2 separate regions of the Zea mays genome follow, and region 1 is linked to region 2. Evidence: chromatin contacts called from public Hi-C data. All regions are on one chromosome and are shown on one strand. Each heading gives the region's core, a stretch centred on a gene start, on an enhancer-like site or on the middle of the called end of the contact. The rest is flanking DNA. Distances are from core to core; before and after follow the strand shown. Region 1 holds the start of LOC100283099. Region 2 holds the start of LOC100192469.

Region 1 (4,998 bases), core at 21-2,520, 160 kb before region 2:
TGTCCAGGCAAAACTGCGGAGTTCCTCGTGGTGGACAAGATACTTTGTCCAGACTGGCTTAACAGAGAACGAAGGGCCACTGAAGAAATTTGAAGAGGCTACATCCCAGAACAAATACCAACCAGATTGTCAGATCTTCCACTTAAGTTCGCCAAGGTGATGCGCATCCAGAACACCTTGGGTTGTTGTCAGTTGTCACATCAGTTCTGTAAGCAGCACCTTTGCTTACCCCTGTTGACTTGCGCATCTTTCGTGCGGAGGAATGGTCACACAAACAGAGCCAGCCATCAGCAGTAGGTTAGCTTGTGTAGAGAGGGAGAGAGAGAGAGAGAGAGGCCTCGACACTTGTTCCTAGAAAATCGTTCTGGAAATTAAATTATGTGTAACCAATGACTGAAAACTGGAGCCCGCTGGGATATATATGTAAGAACTTCACGCTGTTGTACTACTCAGCTATGAGCTATCCATGGTGTGTCAGGTGTTCACGCTGTAAGCTCTTGATGGTCCAGGAGGGGCTATTTGGCCACCAGCTCCTTGCCTGCTTCTAGCTGGACATGGCAGCCTAAGGTCTTGTTTGTTTGTGCCGGATTGGTGGGTCGAAACGATTCATAATCGGATTATATCTTTAATTTATATAAACTTTAATTAGCTGGAACGATTTCGGGTGTAATCCGACAGAACCGAACAAGGTCTAAGTTGGATGATGGTGTGTCAGGTGTTGACGCTGTTGTACTACTAGTCTGGAAATTAACATTTGCTCCTTGGTTCTCGGAAATTCTTCCCCTCTTTTGCTCCTCGGAACAAATAAAGGCTCGGATGGAGATGATATTGATGAGGTCCAGCCATTCAGGGAGTCCTTTGTGAAAATAGTCTCCTGCCATTGTATATACGTGATCAGTCGGGTGATTGCCAAATTACAGGCTCTCAGACACGGTACATGCTTGTGCTTGCAATTGTATATATCACTATTAATATCCGAACAACTGAACCAAAAGCTCAGCTTTCACAAGTCTTCTCATAAATGACTATGCGAGAGCTGTTCAGTTTCTTGAAAGATTCTCAGCAACTTTTTTTTAGCTTTCGAGCTGTTCCCTAGTTCAGTTCTTACACCAAATCCATACAAACACAACTAGTATCTCACTGACGTGTCTCGGTGTCTGTAGTGTGTAGTGGTAGCCTGTCACCGTCTCACTGACGTGTGGGCCACGCACGAAAGCCGCCAGCCCGTACGCATCCACCAATAAGAGCAGTCCAATCCAAAACCCAAGCAAAGCCCTCCTCTCCCCTCTCCCTCGCGGCCTCGCCTTATCCCCTCCGTCACTCACCTCGACCACCGCCATGGCCATGGCCATGGCCTTGGCCTCCGCGACCGCCGCCGCACTCTTCCGCTCCGCCCTGTCCGCGCCACACGGCGCCGGCGCGCGCGTCCGGCCGCAGCGCCGGCAGCCGTTCTTGGCTCCGCTCCACGCGGCGAAGGGCCCCGGCTCGGCGCCGGTGGTGCTGGAGGGCAAGGCCAAGGGAAAGAAGAAGAAGGGGCCCAGCTCCGGGAACCTTCCCGCAGCCCTCGACGTCGAGATCAGGGAGGCGCAGGAGTACCTCGACAGCGACCAGCAGGTGGCTGTGACTCCCTTGTGCTTCGCGACTTGTTGAGTTGTTCAGTTCCTGTCGAATTATGTGGTGAACGTGTCCCCCCTCATCGAAGCAGCGGGGATTTCGCGAGTACAGGAATCGTGTTGAGACGTATTAGACAGGAATTTGTGGTGGAGAGTCTAGATGAGTCGGTTAGGTGGCCTTAATACGTGTTGAGTTCGAATGCCAGTGGAGCGAATTTTAGGCTAGGGAGGTTCAGGGTTTTCTCGATCTGGATAAGATATCTTCTCTATCGAGCAATGTCCTGGGGCTGTTTTACCCCCTAGGTCAAGTTTTTTTTTGATAGGTAGGAATTTATTGCTTTCTGCTCACTGAGATCAATACTCGTGCTAGCTACTAATTTACCATTAGTTTGAAGATCCATCTACAATTTTGTATGTTAGGAAATTCGCAACAATGCCTAGCAGTCATTTTTTTAGCTAATCTGACTACTTAAATGCTACTCTCTTCATCACAAAATTTGACACATCTTGAATTTTATAGGGCCTAACAACCATTTTCTGTGTGACCCCTTCTTCCCAAATTATAATGCATTTTGACTTTTCTAGATACATTGCTTTTAATATGTATCTAAACATAATGTATATCTAAGTAAAATAACAAAAGTATGTATGTAGAAAAGCCAATGAAATGGAGAGAGTACTTTGCATAAAGGATTTGATTAATAACATGTACTATACAATGGAATGGGTTTATCTCCTGAAAGGTAAATTTATTAGTTTATTACATCTTTGTGTTTGGTGGTAGTAGATCAAACAATTTCGTGTTCTTACATGGATCGTGTTTCCATCTGCACAACTTGGTATAAAAAATTCTCCAGACATAGTATATATATTCTGTTAGTAGAAATCATACTGCAAATATGCTATATGAGTTGGCCCTCAGAGCTGTTTTGTTCCTTGCATCTGTTATTCACTGTGTTCAATCATCCAATAAAGCACGCTGGCGTGAGACTGGCTCGATACCATGTTGCCTCTTCAATCTTCATTATATAATGCAAAAGAAATCCACATATTTTTTATTGTTTTGCTTCTGAACAGCAGCAATCATTCGGCTGATGTCAAATCACCCAATCATTCTAATGACTTTTACGGATTGTGACTTCAAAATTAGTGGGGACCAAAAACCAATGATTGAAATTTTTGAGAATCCGGCTTCAAGTTTTGAACTACTTATGTGAGAGCAATGTTCAAGCTGACATTGAGGTTGACTGATTATCTGGTGATGACCAGTCCTAAAATACTTTGGCCAGATGTTACTTTCTGAAGATTTGACATGTAACATATAAAAAATTCACTTTCCTGGTTCCACACCACTTTGATTCCTTGATTTTTGCAAATATATAAGGCTGTTAGCTATATTCATTTTCCCTCTTCTTTTGTCAGGAACCTGTTCCAGACAACTTCCCATTTGAATTAATCGACGAAGAGGGCATGAGCGTGGTTATTTTGAGAAGGGACTACAAGGACGAGAAGGTCGAGGTTACTGTCAGCATGCCTAATTTAGAAGGAGGCCCCGAGTTTGGTGATGAGGATGGCGAGGGCGATGGTGAGAGCGCTGTCAAGGACGACGGAGAAGCAGAAGAAGATGACGAGAGTGCCGGGGATAGCAGCATCTCTCTTAAGGTGGTAGTTTCCAAAGACTCTGGCCCAAAGCTCGAGTTCACATGCACAGCCTTCCGCGAGGAGATCACCATCGATGATATGCTGATAGTTGAGAAAACAGACGACGACGACGGAGAAGAGAAGTTCCCCTACGAGGGCCCCGAGTTCACGTAAGCAGTAATCAGTTTTGGCATCCATTTGGGTCCTTGTAACCATGAATGAAATGCTAGCTATACTAATCCACTGATTTTTTGTTCTTTTTTACTTGTTCGTTTGTGTTGCAGCGAGCTCCCTGTGAATGTTCAGAAAGGCCTGTTCAAGTACCTGGAGCAAAGAGGGGTAACGCTGTCGGCTACCAACTATATGCACGATTACATGGTGACTAAGCAGGCTCAGGAGTACATCCGGTGGATGACTAAGCTGAAGGATTTCGTGACGCAGTGAGGAACAGCGTCGTGATTCGGCAGCATTGTTTGGTTAGCCTAGCCTTAGCATGTGTTACAGCCTTACAGGAACACTACGACTACACCGAATTGGCCACACTCCCCAAAAAACAAAAAAGGGGGAGCATTGTATCTGCTTCAATGTATCTGTATCAGCTGGCAAAACAGTAGCAAGTAGATTTCCAGTAATGTTTAGTGGTGGGCATTAGGTATTACGATACGTATCTGGATGAATGTTTTGGAATTCTGGTGGCTGTTAGAAATAAATGCGACACAAAATAGGATCAATCACAGAGAAGACACAGATTTAACGTGGAAAACCCCTCCAAAGTGAAGGGGAAAAAACCACGGGCGCCGGCAGGCAACTTCTCACTATTTTCAGGTGGTTACAGATCGCAGGAGATTTACAATTGAGATGGATATCTCCTGCGGCTTACAAAGATATTTATAGAGGTGAAACCCTAAAACGATCCGTACCGCGGGGGGCTCCGCCCCCCGCACCCCCAGGCGTCCCTGGGCTGTGGGAAGGCCAGTTGGCCTCGCTGCGCTCCGGCCCAAGCCTCCCGGCGACGGGCCTCCGCTTCGCTCGCCAACTTGGCCGCCTTCTTCAGAATTTGGATCACAAACTCAACAAACTCCACCTTGAGACAAATTCCTTGTAGCATCATAATAGCAAGCTCCACCTTAAACAAATGCATCATTATCTTGCCGACGCCAACAGCCACTAAGGGCTAATTTATAATACCAACTAAGTTTGAGCATAGCTCAAACTTAGCAACAGAAACATGCTTTGTCATCATATCAGCTGGATTATTATCAGTACTGATCTTGCATACCTTCACCAACCCTTTTTCAATGATATCACGAATGAAGTGATAACGGATATCAATATGTTTGGATTTCTCAGTAATCATCTGATCTTTGGTGAGATGAATGGCACTCTGGCTATCACAATAGATGGTAATGCAAGACTTAATTCCACATAGCTCTGAATATATACCTTTCAACCATAAGGCTTCCTTAGTAACTTCTGCAATTGCCATATACTCAGCTTCTGTGGTAGACAAAGCAACAGTATCCTGTAAACGAGCTTTCCAACTCACAGCACAATCTCCAATAGTAAAAACATAACCTGAAAGAGATCTCCTCCTGTCTAAATCACCACCATAATCTGAATCAACATAGCCAATCAGACCATCTCCAGATTTACCAAAACATAAACAAGCACTAGAAGAACCACGTAGATATCTGAAAAATCCACTGAACAGCTTTCCAATGCTCTTTACCAGGATTAGACATGT
Region 2 (5,029 bases), core at 1,857-4,356:
GTGCATCCTAATAGACAATAAGTCCAACAACTAACACTATCTCTCTTAACCCAACCCAGGCAACCAAGCCACCTAGCTCACCAGTGCACGTGTCATATTATTTTTTGTTGTTTTGTATGGTTAAATAAAGTTTTCATGTTACATGTCAGATTTATTTGTAATTTATCTATGATGTATTGTTGTTTTGCAGCATATTGCTTCTTTATGGCGCGTCGAGTTAAAACTTGACGCATCAAATCATCAACACTCCTTGATTCATAAGAGCACTTGACTTATTCCACTAAGATCGAACATTGCGCATATATAAACACATGACATGTAAACAACCAATTCGCCCCCGAGACACTATATTGAACTAGTACGTACGTTAACGTTTAAGCACCCAAACTGTGGCAAAACAAGTCGACAGACAGGCAGACAGCTAACCACACATAGAAATCACTCAATTTCCGCCATCTCTCGCCCATCAGTGCTCTGTACCGTGCTCCCCTTTGGCGCCAGGGTAATCATCGGCCGTCTTCTTGTACTTGTACCAGCTGGCGATGACGAGGTAGGCAAGGAAGTTGAGAAGGCTGAGCACGGCGAGCAGCCAGAAGAAGTAGTCGAGGTGGCCGCGGTTGAGGTTCTCCGGGATCCACCCGATGCGGCCGTGCCTGGTGGTGATGTGGGTGACGATGGTCACCAGGACCGTGCTGAGGTAGTTGCCGAGCGCGACGGTGGTGAGCGACAGCGCGGAGCACATGCTCCTCATGGCGTCGGGCGCCTGGTCGTAGAAGAACTCCAGCTGCCCCACGAAGGTGAACACCTCCGCGCACCCGATGATGAAGTACTGCGGTATCTGCCAGAAGATGGAGATGGGCACGATGTCGTCCTCGCCGTACAGGCCGTGCCGCGCGATGGCGCGCAGCCGCACGATGTCCAGCACGCCCGCCGCCACCATGGAGAAGATGGAGACGACGAGGCCGATGCCCATGCGCTGCAGCTGCGTGAACCCGCGCGGCCTCCCGGTGTAGGAGCGCACCAGGGGCACGATGGCGCGGTCGTACACGGGGACCCAGACGATGACGCTGATGGTGTCCACCATGGACAGCGTCGCCGAGGGGATCTTGAACCGGGGCCCCATGCTCTGGTCCAGCGTGTTACCCTGCAGCACGAACATGGTGCTCATCTGCGAGTACACCGCCGCGAACACGATCCCGCTGGCCCAGATGGGCAGCAGCCGGATCACGCTCTTGAGCTCCTCCACCTGCGTCACCGAGCACAGGCGCCACGGGCTCGCCTCCGCGCCGTCCTCGGCCGTCACCACGGCAGCCCTGTCGAGGCACGCCAGCTGCTCCGAGTGCTCCAGCTTGCGGCTCCCCTCGATGACGGACTCCCCGTCCACCGTCTCGTGCAGCCGCGACTTGTCCGCGGGCACGGCCACGTTCCACTTGCGCGCGCACGCGACGAGCACCTGCGCGATGCGCGTCAGCGGGCTGCCCCCGGGCTTCTGGTGCCTGTACAGCGGCGTGCCCACGAAGAAGCTGCCGACGGCGATGGCCATGACCACGGCGGGGATGCCGAAGCCCCAGCCCCAGCCCACGTGCGTCTGCACGTACACCAGCACTGTGGACGCCACCAGCGCGCCGATGTTGATGGAGAAGTAGAACCAGTTGAAGAAGGAGCTCTTGCTCTTCTTCTCCCGCTCGTCGTTCTCGTCGAACTGGTCGGCGCCGAAGGAGGACACGCACGGCTTGATCCCGCCCGTGCCCAGCGCGATGAGGTACAGCGCCACGAACACCACCGCCGCCTGCGCGTCCGTCGGGTGGCACACATCCTTGTCGCCGCACGACGTAGGCACCAGCCCCTTCACCGACGAAGCCATCGTCAGCAGCGCCAGGCCCTGTTCAGTTCAGTTGAGTCGATCCGTCAGTCACAGGTGGTGTCTTCTCCTCGTCGGATGGCAATGGGATGGGATTCGAGCGACGATCTTACGAAAATGTAGATGATCATGAAGATGGCGATGGTCCAGAACCTCCCCATGTACGCGTCGGCGAAGAAGGCGCCGATGAGCGGCGTGATGTAGCACGTCCCTTGCCAGTTGGTGACGTTGTTGGAGGCAACGGAGTTCACCTGGCCAAGTCGGGTCTTCATGTAGTTCACCAGGTTGGTGCTCATGCCATAGTAAGCCAGCCTCTCGCAGCACTCGTTCGCTGAACCATCAACCATGTAAGTATCAGCGGCCGTCAATGGAGTCGACAACAAACAAACAGAGCGAGCACAAAGCAGAGCGGCAATGGACACAAATGACTACTGAGCACTGACCGAGGATGTAGGGGCAGGCGCGCCAGTTGCCGGTGCCCTTCTTCACGGCGGGATTCCCTTTCATGTCCACGGTCCCGTCTTGGGTGTACATGTCCTCAACTTCTCCCATGTCGTCCGTCAGTACTCAGGTGACGCGAAGCTCAGAGTGACAGTCAGAGTGGCCTCCTCTCCTGCCCTGCAAATACACACCGATTCTTGTTCTTCAGCGTGTGAACGATTCTTCTTGCATGAGTAGTAGACTGAAACAATGTGCAAAAGGAACCATGGACAATCAGAAACAATCCCTCCAATGACGTCTACGATTAGCAGTTCCCCTTTTTTTTAAAAAAAACGAAACCTACGATTAGCATATTAGGCATGAACATGAAGAAGTGCAGAAACAGACATTTCAGTATAGTGACTAGATTTCTTCAAGAATACTGCACGATTCGGTGGAGGGGAACTCAATTTCGCTATTAACTACTTGGATTTTTCAAGACAGCAATGGGGAAGCCAGAATCTATAAGAAAATATATCTGAAACGAACCTACCGCAAAGTAGAGTTTCAGTGACTAGACAGCAGCAACCATTAGTGCCCAAAGTGAACTGCAGGGAAGAAATTGAGCGCAAAAACCTTAAAACCCCGAACCGACGAAGCAGAGAACAAAAAGGATTCACAGAATCACTGGGATTCTCCCAAATCTCCACCCGTCAGGCATCTGCTGACGCAGAAGGCCATGCGATGCGAGGACGGAATCATGAAGGCGAGGAGGCCGCTCGCACGCACCTGCTCGAAGGGCTAGGCCAAGAAGAAGCGCACGGCTTGTCTCGTATGAAGAAGACGGAGTAGGCGGGTGGCCAAGCCAAGAAGAACACTCGTCCAAATATCCAATCCAGCTAGGCCACCAAAGATGAAGGGGCCTCTTTTGATGGGTCCGTATGATTGCCACTTTCCCACTTCCCCAACTAAAGATGAGAGGAGCAATGATGGTCTGGGCAAAAGCTTGGCCGCGCAGCGCAGGCTTGGACCCCTTGACCCAGCTGGTGTCGTGTGGCTATGGTGTCAACTACGCCGTCGGGTAGGGCGGTCAATCGGCGGCTGAGATAGAAGAAGAAAGAAGAGAGTATGCGAGAGATATGAATTGTAGGTTTTTCTGATCCCTGATGTTTATAACGTAATACACTTGGTTTCTTATCAAATGCACCTTCGGCATTTAATTTTTGCAATTCCTATCAAACAATCGCATGTTCTTGGCAAGGGCTCTGCTGAACTCCTCACTAGCAGAGATACACTACACGACACGACACGAATGTGCTCTACTGTGTCGCCGTTCAGACAGGCACAGGTTTAATTCTTCTCTCTCTCTTTTTTAATTCAAAATGCACGGAAACCAGCGGATGCAAGGTGTGTACTAGCCCATCTGCAGCTTTCCCGAGTGCTGTAGTACGAATTGTCTGATATGATCCGCGTAGGTCACACGCTGTTGTGAGCTAAAAAAAACCTGGATTTCTCTGTACGTATATGAGAACGCGGAGACGTCTGGTGTTAGCCCAATCGGGTTTCCTATACAGCAACCGGTCAACTACCGCTGCAAACGCATGGATCATGGATAATAGGCTCACGCAACGATGACGGCCACGCTCGATTGAAGTCGACAAGCAACGCGGTGTTGTGCTGGCTCGTTCCGACTTGCGACGGCGACGTGGGCAGAATCCGCGTGCCTTGAGAAAACGATGGACTCGATGGACTGCGACCCCGCTGCAATGTATTCTCTTGGAAAAGTCTCTTCTCATTCTAACGACTTGGAGTGTATTAGGTAGAATTGAGATGTATTTTAATTTGCTATAGATTTAAACCGACTCAATCTCAATCAATCCACATGAATTACCAACAAAACGAAGTAAGCCCTAAGGTTGTGTTTGGTCCATCCGACCTAACTACTCTTTCCGTTCCAAAATATAGTTTTTTTTTCTAACCCACTTTTATCTCGTCCACATTCATTCAAATGTTAATGAAAACATAGATATACACGCAAACTGCATTCACATGTTTCTTAATGAATCTATGGTTAGTCTAGAACGTATTGTATTTTGAGACGGAGGAAGTAAAATTTAGTCTCTACCGTATCTAATGTTTAAAAAATAGTTAAATAAATTATAGCTTGATTATAAAATCAACTTCATATATGAAGACTAAAAGCCGAGACAAGTTTATTAAATCTAATTATGCCTTTAATAAATATAAACAATATTAAACATTTAATGTGACACGAACTAAATTTAGTTAGGATAAACAAACACCTCTAAGGACATGTACAACCTAGATACTATGTTTGCGGTTCTTCAAGCACTAGATACACCTAAGAAACTCGTTTATACAACACAATACATCAAGTCTTTTATATCTTACTCCATCTGTTCTATTTTTTTTGTCACTGTTTAGTTTAAAAATGAACTAGTTGATGAACATAGGCAGTATTTATCAAGAATTTTGCGGGTTATACTTATACATGCCCTAGAACAGCCAAACGACCTGACGCAACGCCGGATCCGGATCAACATCGGGTGGCGCCTCACGCGACGGGCCCATGACGGAGATGTCTTTGGTGGATGGCGAATCGAGGTAGAAACTGACCTACCTATACTGGGCTACTGGTCAAAGGCCAAGGGCTGGATATTCCAAGAAAACTGAATAGCACTTTTCTTTTTAATTTGATACCGGTTCAAACTTTAAAATATTTAAAGT

The links. A called contact is a pair of places that touch in the nucleus more often than the background predicts.
Region 1: a Hi-C map of leaf shows a contact between it and region 2, with 5 times the contacts expected there. The contact joins the promoter of LOC100283099 here to the promoter of LOC100192469 in region 2. A contact is called at or near these places in 3 of 25 Hi-C or Micro-C datasets (ear, leaf and tassel).

The regions. Positions count from the first base shown.
Region 1 is chr8:14,484,975-14,489,972 of Zm-B73-REFERENCE-NAM-5.0, reverse strand. It overlaps LOC100283099, which reads left to right and starts at 1,270. Exons shown (of 3, transcript NM_001156001.1): 1 at 1,270-1,614; 2 at 3,036-3,424; 3 at 3,539-3,909. The coding sequence starts at 1,345. The coding sequence ends at 3,698. It overlaps LOC100276063, which reads left to right. Exons shown (of 7, transcript NM_001149944.2): 7 at 8-534. The coding sequence ends at 160.
Region 2 is chr8:14,322,289-14,327,317 of Zm-B73-REFERENCE-NAM-5.0, reverse strand. LOC100192469 reads right to left here and starts at 3,106. Exons shown (of 4, transcript NM_001137689.1): 1 at 3,071-3,106; 2 at 2,305-2,479; 3 at 1,975-2,192; 4 at 321-1,882. The coding sequence starts at 2,413. The coding sequence ends at 467.